Linked DNA regions of Sus scrofa: region 1 is linked to region 2. The links are chromatin contacts, called in public promoter capture Hi-C maps. All regions are on one chromosome and are shown on one strand. Each heading gives the region's core, a stretch centred on a gene start, on an enhancer-like site or on the middle of the called end of the contact. The rest is flanking DNA. Distances are from core to core; before and after follow the strand shown.

The links. Promoter capture Hi-C pulls out the DNA fragments that hold promoters and counts their contacts.
Region 1: a promoter capture Hi-C map of fetal skeletal muscle shows a contact between it and region 2, with 5 times the contacts expected there. The contact joins the promoter of CEP290 here to the promoter of POC1B in region 2. A contact is called at or near these places in 3 of 5 promoter capture datasets (fetal liver, fetal skeletal muscle and liver), 2 of 47 Hi-C or Micro-C datasets (heart right ventricle and liver) and 2 of 2 datasets of contacts at active chromatin or transcription factors (alveolar macrophages and skeletal muscle).

Annotation. Positions count from the first base shown.
Region 1 is chr5:94,379,687-94,386,308 of Sscrofa11.1, forward strand. CEP290 (centrosomal protein of 290 kDa) reads left to right here and starts at 4,711. Exons shown (of 55, transcript XM_021092777.1): 1 at 4,711-4,862; 2 at 5,498-5,627; 3 at 5,780-5,857. The coding sequence starts at 5,526. TMTC3 (transmembrane and TPR repeat-containing protein 3) reads right to left here and starts at 4,580. Exons shown (of 14, transcript XM_021092778.1): 1 at 4,313-4,580.
Region 2 is chr5:93,127,523-93,134,206 of Sscrofa11.1, forward strand. It overlaps POC1B (POC1 centriolar protein homolog B), which reads left to right and starts at 4,496. Exons shown (of 12, transcript XM_021092774.1): 1 at 4,496-4,728; 2 at 5,395-5,479. The coding sequence starts at 4,714. GALNT4 (polypeptide N-acetylgalactosaminyltransferase 4) reads left to right here and starts at 5,486. Exons shown (of 1, transcript XM_003360733.5): 1 at 5,486-6,684. The coding sequence starts at 6,061.

The DNA of each region.
Region 1 (6,622 bases), core at 3,461-5,960, 1.3 Mb after region 2:
TTTTTTTTTCTTTTGTCTTTTTGCTATTTTTGGGGGCCACTCCCGTGGCATATGGAGGTTCCCAGGCTAGGGGCTGAATCGGAGCTGTAGCCGCTGGCCTACGCCAGAGCCACAGCAACGCAGGATCCGCGCCACGCCTGCAACCTACACCATAGCTCACGGCAATGCCGGATCGTTAACCCTGAGCAGGGCAGGGATCGAAACTGCAACCTCATGGTTCCTAGTCGGATTCGTTAACCACTGTGCCACGACGGGAACTCCGAAATCTGAGAGAGATTCTTTGCCCCTTCTGCCATGTGAGGACGCAGTGAAAAGATGTCCTTTATGAACCAGGAAATGGGTCCTCACTAGACATTAAATCTGCTGATGCCTTGATCTTGGACCTCCCAGTCTTCAGAACTGTGATAAATAAATTCCTATTGTTTATAAACCACCGAATCTAGGCTATTCTGTTACAGCAGCACAAACTAAGACAAGGAACTTCCAGTTCTTTTTCTAGGCATACAAGCATATTTACACAGATGCACATAGTCTGCATGGATGCAATGATTGATATGTCTGCTTACCAAAATGGGATGTCCACTACACATGTGTAAAGAATCCAAATGCAACTGAAGATCACTCATGAGCACCTTTCAGACACACAAAACAATATAATTCCTTCAACAAAACTACACTGGGTGCTCACTTTTCCTAATATTTCAACAGTACAATACGGAAAAAAACCTATAGGAAAATTTTACATGAAATCTGTGAATTAGCCTGGAAAGGAAGGTCTTCTCGGCTCAATAATTTCATGATTATATCTTCCTCAATAAGTAAAACTTTGGACTGCATGGTTTGCAAAGTCTGTATTCACACTGACTCCTACTTATCTTTCCAGTCTCCTCATGTTGAAAGAAGACAAGTATTTGCTTGCTGCACAGTGATTCCTCTCCATGAGAACGAGACAAAACAAAATATTTACTGTTCACAGTGGAGACCACACTTCTCACAGCCATGTTTTATGTTAGAAGCTTGAAAAGCTGCCATTCATTTTCTTGATAAGGCAGCATAAAAGGAATAGAAATAACATCTAGAATATAGGTTGATTGGGTCAGAGAACAGAGGTAGCAATTATAAAAGGCAAGTCTTTCTTGTGAAATGATTTTGGTTAGATAAAACTGCTCATAAAACCACAGAGATGAAAGAAGGCAGATCCAGACAAGTGTTCCTGCTTAGTAATGCCATTTATAGAATTATCGGATACTTTCTTTTGGTGAAAATTGACTGATTCAGAAAACCTCGGAAAAATAATGGTATGGTGGCGTTTCAGTGATTTTCCTGAAAGTTACATGTAGTGAGTGACTGAACTAGAACTTGAGTTAAATTTCTTGGTTTACAGTTAAGCACTAACACACTATAGTGCATTAGAACCTAGAGCTTAGCTAACTTGTTTCCTACTAAATCCCCAGTGTCAAGGTCAAACACAGTGCATAAGCTCAAAAATACTGTTAGAATGAGTAAAATAATAAAACTTAAGCAAGAATTTGTATTTAGTCAGGACTATATAATTAAGATCTGGGTTACAACCTTTGCTTAACTATTAGGAAATTACTTAGGTTCTCCGAACCTGTTTTCATTTCTGAAAAATGAAAAAACTTATCATAAAGCCAGGAACATGGAGTTCCTGAGAATACAAATATGCATGAGAAAGTAAAGGAAGTAAGGGCAGAAAACATTAATGCAGCCAAAAAGAAACTAGTAAATAAATAAATAGAAAATAACAGTTGTAATGAATGAAAAAACAAGAAGAAAAATAAACTGCTGAAGTAAAAATAACAGATTACTACTACAGTTTTAAGCATAGTAAGTGACATAATAATTGCTCCAGAAATATTTGCTTTCATCTCTACCTTCCCCTGCTAAGTCATGCATTAAAAATACTGACATGGAGAATATATAATTCAAATTTTTGAGTAAACAAAGTTACATAATTAGAATATGATGATATTTAATATAGACAGCAAGACCAAAGAACACGCACTTAACAAGTACTGGTTACCACTGTGCCTGAAAAGGCAGTACAGCAATTATGAGTATGTCCTTTAGCCAAAAAGATTTGTGTTCAGTCATACTATTTAAGTTTGAGCAGAGTAACTAGCCTCTCCAAGCCTCAGCTTCTTAACTTAGTTGGAAAATGAGGACAATATAAGCAGCTATTTTATTGGATTATTATGATGATCAAATGAAATAATGAAAAAGCTATACTAATCAAAATTGTTCGCAACTGGCATAAAAACAAACACACAGACTAAGAGAACAAAACAGAAGGCCAGAAATAAAGGAACCAAGAATATACAGTAGGGAAGGAATAGTCTCTTTAATAAATGCTATTGGGAAAGCTGGAGAACCACACGCAAAAGAATGAAACTGAGCCCCTATCTTACAATGCTCCCAAAAATCTACTCAAAATGGATTACAGAATTGAATACAAAACCTAAAACCATAAACTCTGAGTAGCAAAGCTAGGGGGTAAGTTTCCTGACATTGGTCTTGGCAATGCTTTTTTTGGACTTGAAACCAAAGGCAAAGGCAACAAAAGCAAAAATAAGTAAGTGGACCTATGTCAAATGAAAAGCTTCCACACAACAAGGGAAATTATTAACAAAATGAAAAGGCAACCTACGGAATGGGAGGAAATATCTGCAAAAACCTATCTGAAAACAGGTCAACAGTCCACATATAAACAACTCACACAACTCCACAGCAAATGAACAAAATCTGGTTAAAAAATGGGCACAGGAGCTGATCCCAAAGAAGACAGAGAAAGGCCAAAAGGTACATGAAGAGGTGCTTACCATCCCTATTCATCAAGGAAACGCAAATCAAAACTACAATGAGATTTCCAATTACTTCACACCTGTTAAGAATGGTTAGCATCAAAAAGACTAGCGGTAACGAGCGTCAGGATGGGGAGAAAAGGGAACACGTGAGCACTGTTGGTGGGAAGGTAAACTGATGCAGCCATCGCAGAAAACAGGTTCCTCAAAAAATCAAAAATAACTAAGATACTACCCGGCAATTCCACGTCAGAGAATAGATAGGAAGAAAACAAAATCACTATTTTGAAGAGATACTTATTCATTTAGCAATCTTTATAGCAGCCGACTCATGGAAACAACCTAAGTTTCAATAGATGGCTAAAGGAATAAAGAAAATGTAGTATATGCACACAATGGAGTATTTTTATTCAGCCATAAAAAAGGAACTCTTACCCCCGGTGACACCGTGGCAGCAAAGAAGGACCATGAGGGCATAACGGTAAGTAAACTCAGATAAAGACAAATATTGTGTGATCTCATTTCTATGGAATCTAAAAAAACTGAATTGATAGAAACAAAGACCAGACTGGTTAAAAGATACAAACTTTCCTTTATAAGATAATTTCTGGGGATACAACGTACAGCACGGCTAATAGGTTAAAGTACAGTGTTCAAGTGTCTCACCTTTCAGTAAAGGACGAGATAAATTTATCATCCCTACAAATGTGATGAATGTGTTTAAACATATCTCACAAAATCACTACATGTATTTTCATTTTGAGTTATAGCTACTAAACCGTTTGGAAAGAAATCCATTACTTTGGAACGTAAACTTCAGTATCAATTACAGGGGAAAAAATAAAGTTCTTAAAAAAAAAGATAAAGACGGAGAGGCACTGGTTCAAGAGCAGAAAATGTCATTTGGATTTCAAGTTTACAGCTTCTTAAGAAATGGTGCATTATACTCCAGAATGGCTGGGAGCGGCCCCAAGAGCAAAACTTAAACACACCTGAGAGCTGGCAACACCTGAGAAGGCGTTCACACGGAAGGACATCCTCGGTCACCAAGCCAAGTGACCGCAGCATCCTGGGGGCACCTGAGGCCCCTCCTCTCTCCACCCTGAGTTCTAAAGCTCCCCCTTTAGAGCCTTCGCTCTCCGTACAAGCTCCTCAACCCTCAAGTCCTGAAATCCGCGAAGGTGAGGTGCCACAGGGAAGGGGTCCGGGGCCAAAGGATGCGGTGCCGTCTTCTCCATTCTCCCCTCTCCCTCCAACCGTGATCGCGGCCCTCCCTCCCCTGTGCGGAGACAGATCCTGATGCCCACGAAGGCAAACTTTTTCTTCTGATAGAGGGCACCACCTGGGGAGTCGCCGGCGAACGCCCAAGGAGAGGGCGGGGTCGCCCCACCTCTTCGGACCCGGGCCGGGCCCTCCGGTCCCCCGAAGGCAGGAGCTTCTCTCCGCCCCGACGGCGCCTCCCCCGCCGCCGACCAACAGCCCGACCTCACCTGGGAGCGGTCCCACCAGGGGATGGCTTAGAGAAACCTCAGGAGGAGCGTCCCAGCGAGCGACGCCACCGAAGGCACGGTCATGGTCTACCTTGTTCAGGTCCCCGGCGCAGACACGCCTCAGCCGCTCCGCCTCCGGCCTCCGGATGGTTCCCCCGCCGCCCGGGTGCGGGCGCAGCCTCCCGCGCTGCACGCCGGGAACGGCCTACCTCCACTTCTCAGAGGCTTCAGGGTCCTGGACGCCCCAGCCGCCCAGCCGAACTGCACTCTGGGACTTGGAGTCCGCATCCCACGCCTTCTCCCCGCTCTTAACGCAGAGTCCCGGGACCCCGCGGGAGAATCTAAACGTAAAGCATCGCCCACCGTCGTGAAATGTAGGCGCCGCTGGCATCCGGGCTCTTGTTCCGGCCTCGGTGGGGTGGGGAATGGTGTCGCCTAGCAGCCGCCGCCGCTGTTGCTGGCTCTGCACGAGTTGGCGGGATCCAGCGTCCGATGGGATTGGAACCGCCCGGGGCCAGAGCGGTTGGGCGTGGCGGCGGGGCTCGTTTGGGTGGGTGTGGGAGCTGGTCGCCAGGCCAGGTGTAGGTGGCTAGATCCTAGTGAGCGCGAGCAGATTCTCTTCCCACGCAGGATCTTTAAGGCTCAAGGCCCTAGTGCTTCCCCGCCCCTTCCTTCGCCTTAGGTCCGCAATCTGGCTGCTTTTCTCTCGCTTCAGCCCTGGTTTTCTCGACCCAGCTGCGCTCATTTCAATCATTTATTTCCTCTCTTTCTCTTTAAAACAAGCAGACACACACACACACACTCCTAGGTCCTGTTTGTCCGGATCGGGAGTAAATTTCTGACTTCCAAGCACCCTCTCTCTTGGCGACATTAGATGTTCCCGCGCCTTGCTGGTAAGGGAGGGCTTAGAGGAGGGGGACTCGAAATCTTAGTTCTGACTTAGATTAATTTAAGCGTGGAAGCCGTCGTGGTGTATTTAGCCTATAAAATACCTGAAGATTTGTCGCAACTGCTGTAATTTTGATCCAGGCTACTTTACTTAGACATCCGTTAAACAATTAAGGAGCCATAGCTTTTTGCTAACACCATAAAGAGTTATAATAATGTAATCTGTAAAAACTATAAATTATTGTAAAAGGATTAATGCTGTTTACCTTGAAAATGCTAATACTTGTTTTATTACAGAAGGTAAGGCACAGTGACAAAATTCAAGATGTCACCCAATATAAACTGGAAAGAAATAATGAAAGTTGATCCAGATGAGCTGCCTCGTCAAGAAGAATTGGCAGATAATTTATTGATTTCCTTATCCAAGGTACTTCATTGGTAAATAATGGATAGGTACATACATATAACTACGATTAATCTACATTGGCCCTGAAATCGCTGAAATGTACAATTGGAAGAGTTCTTTTATTTTGCTTAAGGGTTATATAATATGAAGTAGTTGCTTTTCTCTTTATTTAGGTGGAGGTAAATGAGCTAAAAAGTGAAAGTCAAGAAAATATGGTACACCTTTTCAGAATTACTCAGTCACTAATGAAGGTTTGTATGCAGTAGGTTTTAATAATAGCTTTGACTATTACAGTGTAAGAATCTGTTCTTATATATGTTACTCTCTGTGAAAGTACTTTGTGCTATTTAAATAACCACTAAAAAATGGGGTATCCTCAAATGTTGATTAAGAATTTTAGGTGCCAAACAGCTAATTTCTGCTCTCAAGTTATTAAAAGAATGTATAGGGAAGGCAGAATGTGTATGTTTAAAAAAGCATAGGGAAATCCTGTGTTAATTATGTAATGTAATTTGTTAGGTAGCCTACTCTTGGTATTTGTTAGGAGGGGAAGAGATTTAAGTGTGAGAAGACCTTATAAAGGTCAAAGACTGATGAGTAGTTTTAGGTAAGTGTAAGGCAGTGGTAAAGCATTAAGGAGATTCTACAGCTGGAGGTTACCATACATATAAACCTGGGAATAGAAAACAGGCATAATCTTTACCGTTGAGATAAATGCAGAAAGTTTACAGTAGTTTGTAGAGGAAACAAATGTTGGTGTAGTTTGGAATAGGTATATCTTATGCTGTCAGCAATTAATAACCATTAAAAAATTTTGAGCTACCACTGGTAGATACAAAAACATACCTTAAGAAGTTAAACTAGTTATGTTCAAAGGACAAGGTGAAGGGAAGTGAAGCTGTTTGGAAGGAAGTAAAACATAAAATTATGGGTTAGAATAATGAAAATGAGAAGAGAAAAGGAGTTCTCTTTGAGGCTCAGTGGTTAACCTGACTAGTATCCATGAGGACACAGGT
Region 2 (6,684 bases), core at 3,246-5,745:
TTACATCAGATGTTTTAAATCAAAATCTCTGGGGTGAGGCCCAAGAATTGGTACTTAAGCTACCCTGGTGATTCTTATATATTTGTTGGCAGCGCACAGGATGCCAAGGCACAGGTAAGTCTTGAAATCAGAAAGTAAATTGGGGGTTTTGAAAATACTTCAGGAAGTAGAGGAAGGGGGCCTATAGGGGGGCTGGAGCCAAAAGAACAGAAAGATGGGAAGATCAAATCTGTCGTGAGGATATGGTCAACAGGATTTGGCAGCTTCATGTTGATTGACATACATCCCTCACAGTCTTTTTAAAAAAGGTTTAATGCTTCAGAAGGATCTGGTACTTTCCTTTCTACATATTCTTCTATACTTTAAAACAACGATATCCAGAAGAGAGTTACACTGCCAGCAACAGTCTACAAAGTAGTTGACCCTTAAATAATGCAAGGGTTGGGGTGCTGACCCCTGGGCAGTCGAAAATCTATGTGCAACGTTTGACTCCTCAATTTTTTTTTTTTCTAATAGCCTACTGTTGATTGGAAGTCTTATCCATACCATGCACAGTCAGTTCCAGTTCACACCTCTTTTGTATGATGCATGCTGAATTCTTACAATAAAGTAAACTAGAGAAAAGAAAATGTTACTAAGAAAATCAAAGAGAGAGAAAATACATTTATAAATACATTTATTTATCGATACTGTGAGTTTACATCACCTGTTTGCAAGTTGAATCATCTGTGTCTGCATCAATATTGTCTTATATAATGCAAGGCACTGTAGATGTTATACATATTATTAACACTAGGAGCAAAAATGAAAAGGAAAAAAATGAATGAAAGCATGGAAAAGAAATCCATATTTATTTACAGGTATAACTATTCATGCATTGATGGTGAAGAAGCAGCAGTATGATTGCTTTATGATAGCCTAGTGTAATCAGTACAAATGCTTCACAGTAGCCTAGCCTATACACTGATGAATGAATAAATATACAATGTTTATGGCATATAGTTTTACAGTTATATTCGTAGTACAGTATTGGAAACATTGTTACGTGAAAAACTTATCTGTGATGATAGGTTGATGTGCAGTTTCTCTAATTACAAAGGAGGCATGCTGTATGGCTAATATAATTATTTGAAAGCAAATTATAAAACAGTAGGGAGAAGAACATGTTATTAATTTTATGTTAAATATCGCTTACCTTTGATATTTCTAGACTATCAAAGTTTATCTGAAACTTTTTTCAAATTGTTGCAAATCTCCAAAAATATTTCCAATGTATTTATTGAAAAAAGCTCTACATATGTGTGGACCCGAGTAGTTCAAAACCTTGTTCAAGGGTCACCTGTATTTTCAGTCCAATGCCACAGAGAGAAATGAGCAGTAGATGGCACTTTTGTGCTGTGCCTGGATTCTCAACCATTGAAAGGAACTTACCTCAGGATGACTCCTGCTAAAATAAGAACAACGCTTCCCAAGTGCTCAAATGTAAATTTGATTTCTTTTTTTTTTAATTATCATTGATTTACAATGTTCTGTCCATTTCTGCTGTACAGCAAAGTGACATATATATATATATACACACATATGTATATATTCTTTTTCTTGTGTTATCTTCCATCACGTTCCATCACAAGTGACTGCATATAGTTCCCCATCCTAGACAGCAGGACCTTGTTGCTTATTCACTCCAAATGCTGTGGTTTGCATCTACTAAGCCCAAACTCTCAGTCCATCTCACTCTCATTTGAGAGGCATCTGGAGAGGGAGGGCTAATTAAAGAATCAGTTTTGCCCTACCTTTGTACCTGGCCTCCAATGATACCTTGTAGACTTTTAAATATTATGAAATATTGTGGCTCCCATTCAGATGAATAAACTTGCAATTTGAGGGGGTCCAAAATAATTACTACAGCGAGTAAAATGACGTGAACTCTAACTGGCTTGGGGTTAGAAAAAATAACACTAATTTGGGACACATTTCCAAATGCCCACCTCTGAGCTTTTGCTGTTTGCAAATGTTACAAATAGCAAAAAGAAATAAAATCAAATAAAGAAAATAATCATGGGAGGGGCAGTTTGGAATAATAAATGAGGACAGTGGAATGGAAATAAAGGAGATGTTACTTTTTTTTTTTTCTTTTTGTAAAACTTACTAGCAAAGCATTAGGTAGGATACAGAATTTTACGTTTTATAATACACTTGCAACCGCATAAGGGAAGCAGGACTTAGTGGTTAAGAGGCAGAGTCTGGAAATACCCAGTAGAACCTAAAGCCCTGCTACTTCCTAACTATGTGCTTGTGACTAAGCACCCGAGTGTCTCCTCAGGTCAATTTCCTCATCTGTAAAATGGAAATGGGAAAAAGATCCTCTCTATATAATGCACAACATAACTAGTATAATTAACACTTCTGTATGTCATATCTGAAAGTTCTTAAGAGAAAATCATAAGAGTTTTCATCACAAGGAAAAATATTTTTCATTTTGTTTCTGTATGAGATGATGGATGGAAGTTCACTAAACTTTCTGTGATAATCATTTCATGATGTATAAAAGTCGCATTATTATCTTGTATGCCTTAAACTTACGCAGTGCTATAATTCAATTATATCTCAATAAAACTGGAAGAAGAAAAGATAATATTATTTCTCTACTAAAATTCTTAGGAGAGGAGTTCCCATCATGGCTCCCCACTCCCTGAATCCACCTCCCAGTGGTGCAGTGGGTAGGGGGTTAAGAATCCAACAACATGGGAGTTCCCGTCATGGCTCAGTGGAAATGAATCTGATTAGCATCCATTAGGACGCAGGTTTGATCCCTGGCCTTGCTCAGCTGTGAGCTGTGGTGTAGATTGATCGTAGACTCAGATCTGGCATTGTGGTGGCTGTGGTATAGGCCAGGGGCTATAGCTCTGATTTGACCCCTAGCCTGGTGTGGCAAAAAAAAAAAAAAAAAAAAAAATCCAACTGCAGCAGCTCAGGTCGCTGTGGAGGTGTGGATTCCACCCCTGGTCCAGTGCAGTGCGTTGAAAGATCTGGCATTGCCACAACTGAGGCTCAGATTCAATTCCTGGCCCTGGAACTTGCATAGGCTGCAGGTGTGGCCATAAAAAAGAAAAAAAAAAAAAAACTACTTAGAAGGGTACCTGTGTGGTGAGCATATCATAGCAGGTGATAAGTTTTTTAAAAGTCAATTTTCAGGTGACAGGGCACTATGTAATTCTTTTTTCTTCTCTTCAGCTGAAAACATTTTTTTTTTTTTTGATAATTGGAGAAAAGGTTTAAATATTTTAACTGACAGAGGACACGTCGCCTAGACTAGAGCGATGTTTCTCATTGTACACAGCTGAGATTCTCATGACAATCACCTAAGGGGCTTATTGCATCTGCAGGGCTCTTGATCCCACCCCATATTCATGTATTTCTCAGGGCCAAATATACAGGAGATATTCAACTTACGTATACTTAAACTAATACTGTAGTCTAAAGCTATTTCCTGTTTGCTTAATTGGTGTATACGGTATTCACTGAAAATAATCCTGTCACTGGAAAAATAGAGATCCTGTAATTCTAGTGTGTATTACATCTTTCATTTGCATAGAGCGCTATCTTACCAGCTGCGGTCTATTACATGGTCTCAAGCTGCCAAGAATCTTTTAATGTAGTTTTCAGCTGAGTCCGTCACGCTTTCAGGCAGGGTAGAAAAGGATATGGATTTGGAACTAGAAGTGCTGCCTTTGTGTGATCTTTGACAATTCTATGTAAAAACATTTAAGAAAATATTTAATCATCTAGTTTATAAGTTGTAAACGTCGGTTACATTTTGTAACTCTCAATTCGTGGTGTCGCTGACGCTCAAATGATACTATGTGTAAGAAAGCCTACTGTAGAGATAGCTGTGGTTACTATGTGAAATGGTTATAGTTACTATAGTTACAATAATTTAAACAAAACAAAAAATGATTCTCAGTCTTCCTAAAGGCTTTAAATATGCTCCTGTTTCAATTTACTGCTCTAAAGCACACGCGCAAAGGAGCAGATTGGGATAGAAACACACAGCAGAAAAATATTAGGTGTAAGAACATTCATTCATTCATTCACGTTTATCGCAGCATTTACATTTATATTATGCCAGACATTGTGTGAAAAGTAATGATGAAGTAAATTCAAATCTATCCTTCAAAGTTTTAGTTCCTTTGCCTATACTAATAAATAGCAAGCTGGCCCATTTAGGATCAAACTCCCTCCCGCGTCCTAACAAGCTGAAATTCGCGCGCGCTGTCTCTTTAACTTGTAATAGAACGCTGATTGCATCGATCACAGGCTCATTCCTCTTTCCCACCCTTGGGTTTCCTTTCCATCCCAGTTACTACTCTCCTTCCAGCGTCCAGCCGCGGGGAGCGCAGGTGTTAGTGAACGTTGGCTTTGTAGTGTGGGGGCACCTGACACCCCCCTCCCCCGGGGCGGGGGGAAAGGGGCGGGGCGTCCCGCCTGCCCGCTGGCGGAGGCCCAACTCTACCGCGCCGGCGGAGCCTCGGAGCTCGACTGGCCAAGCCTGGAGCGCGGGGTTTGACTGGGCCGCCGTTGTTGTAGTGACCGGGAGGCGCTGCCGCTCGAGGCAGACGGTTCCGGGCGCCGCACGGTCCCCCTTCCCACCCCATCCCCTCCCTTCCCCCGGTTCCCCCCGCGGGCCGGAGCCGGGAACCGACCACTCCCCCCATGGCCTCCGCCCCGGTAAGGACGGGCTGGGGTGCACCTCCCCGGAGCCGGTCCTGCGGGCTGGGGGGCCGGGTCAGGACCGCGCCCGCACCTGGCGGGAGATGGAGGCAGGTGTCCTCCGCCGGCTCCCGAGCCGCTAGCCTCTTGCCCCCGGCTCCAGGGCGCCCGCGACTCAACCTCCGCCGCTGGCGCACCCGGCGCGCAGAGCCCTGGCCGGACTCCCGGGCGCTCCCCCCCGAGTCCCGGCGCTCAGACGGCCCGGGCAGCCCCACGGCCCCCAGAATTCTCTGAGGGTTTCCGTGGAGCGCCTGCGTCAGAATCACCTGGGAGGTTTTTCTAAAGCACCGAAGCCCGGGCCCCGCCTCGCACCTGCGGCTGCGTGCCGGCGGGAGGGGCCCCGGAACGTGCATTCCCGCGGCGCTGCCCGGGTGGTCTCCAGCGCGCGCTCGGTCCTGGGAGCGCGAGCGGAGGATTTCGCCGGTTCTGCGCGGAAGCTGGAGCTCGGCCCACCCGCGTTGGGGTAGCCTCGTGGGGCCGCGCGGGGCGCTCCTGCTCCGCACCCCCGCCGCAGATGTGGCCGGGCCCGGGCCGGCCCGCGGGGGAGGGGACAGCGTTGATCCCCGACCCTCCCCAAGGCAAGGTCTGCACCTGCTTTCAAAATCTGCCAACTTCCCTTCCCAGGAGGACCCCGTTCTGGAGCGTTATTTTAAAGGCCATAAAGCCGCGATCACTTCCGTGGACTTTAGTCCCAACGGCAAACAACTTGGTAAGTTTTACTCTGTTTTTCTCTTTTTTGTGATGAGACGCTCAAGCGGTTGGTACCCTTGCCTCCTGTCCACGCTTGGCCCCCAGGAGGACCTTTGAGGACCCATGGTGGAGGTGGTGTTGAGAGCGGCCCCAGACGCAGTGGGAGCCAGAATGGGCCGGAACCGGGGCCACCTCGGTCCTCTCGGCCCCGGCCCCCAGCCCTCCCCGCGGCGTCGCCTCTAGGCCTGGGCCTGGCCGACGACTTTCGCGAACCAACCACCAGGAGGAGTAAGTGGGAAGGGGAGGGGTTTATCCTCGGCCCTGGGAGGGTGGGGTGTTGGCTGGAGAGTTTGTGAAAAGTTGTGAGACTAGCAGGAGGAAGTGGGGAGAGAGGAGCTGGGGCTGCATCGGAGGCCGACCACCGGGAGGTCCCAGGTGACTCCCGGGAAGCCCCCGTGGCTGGAAGGGAGTCGAGCGTCTACGTGCACGGAGGGACCTGCTCGGAAGTTCGCTGCCACCTGAGACGGGAACTCAAGCTTCTTCGGGTCCGAAGCCTTTCTCCTGCGTGGTGACTCTGGTGGCTGCGTCCGTGCCCCAGCCATGAGGATCCGGATGGCCGTGAGATGGACGTGGGCAGGCAAAAGCTGCCTGCTGCTGGCGCTCTTAACGGTGGCCTATCTCCTGGTGGAACTCTCCGTCTCCACTTTGCAAGCCTCGGCGGGAGCCGGTCTCGCCAGGGAGAGGGGGTCAAGACAGCTCTCAGACTCTGGGAAAAAAGCAGTGGATTTGTCTCGCCCGCTGTATGAGAAGCCGCCTGCAGATTCTCATGCACTTGGGGAGTGGGGGAAAGGCAGCAAACTGCAGCTCAACGAGGGTGAGCTGAAGCAGCAGGAAGAACTCATTGAGAGATATGCCATTAATATTTACCTCAGTGATCGGATTTCCTTGCATCGCCACATAGAGGATAAAAGAATGTACGAATGCAAATCCAAGAAGTTTGACTACAGGAGACTTCCCACCACGTCTGTTGTCATCGCTTTCTATAATGAAGCCTGGTCGACTTTGCTCCGCACCATCCACAGTGTGTTAGAAACGTCTCCCGCCGTCCTTTTGAAGGAGATCATCTTAGTCGATGACTTGAGTGACAGGGTTTATTTGAAGACACAACTTGAAACTTACATCAGCAATCTCGATAGAGTCCGCTTGATTAGAACAAATAAGCGG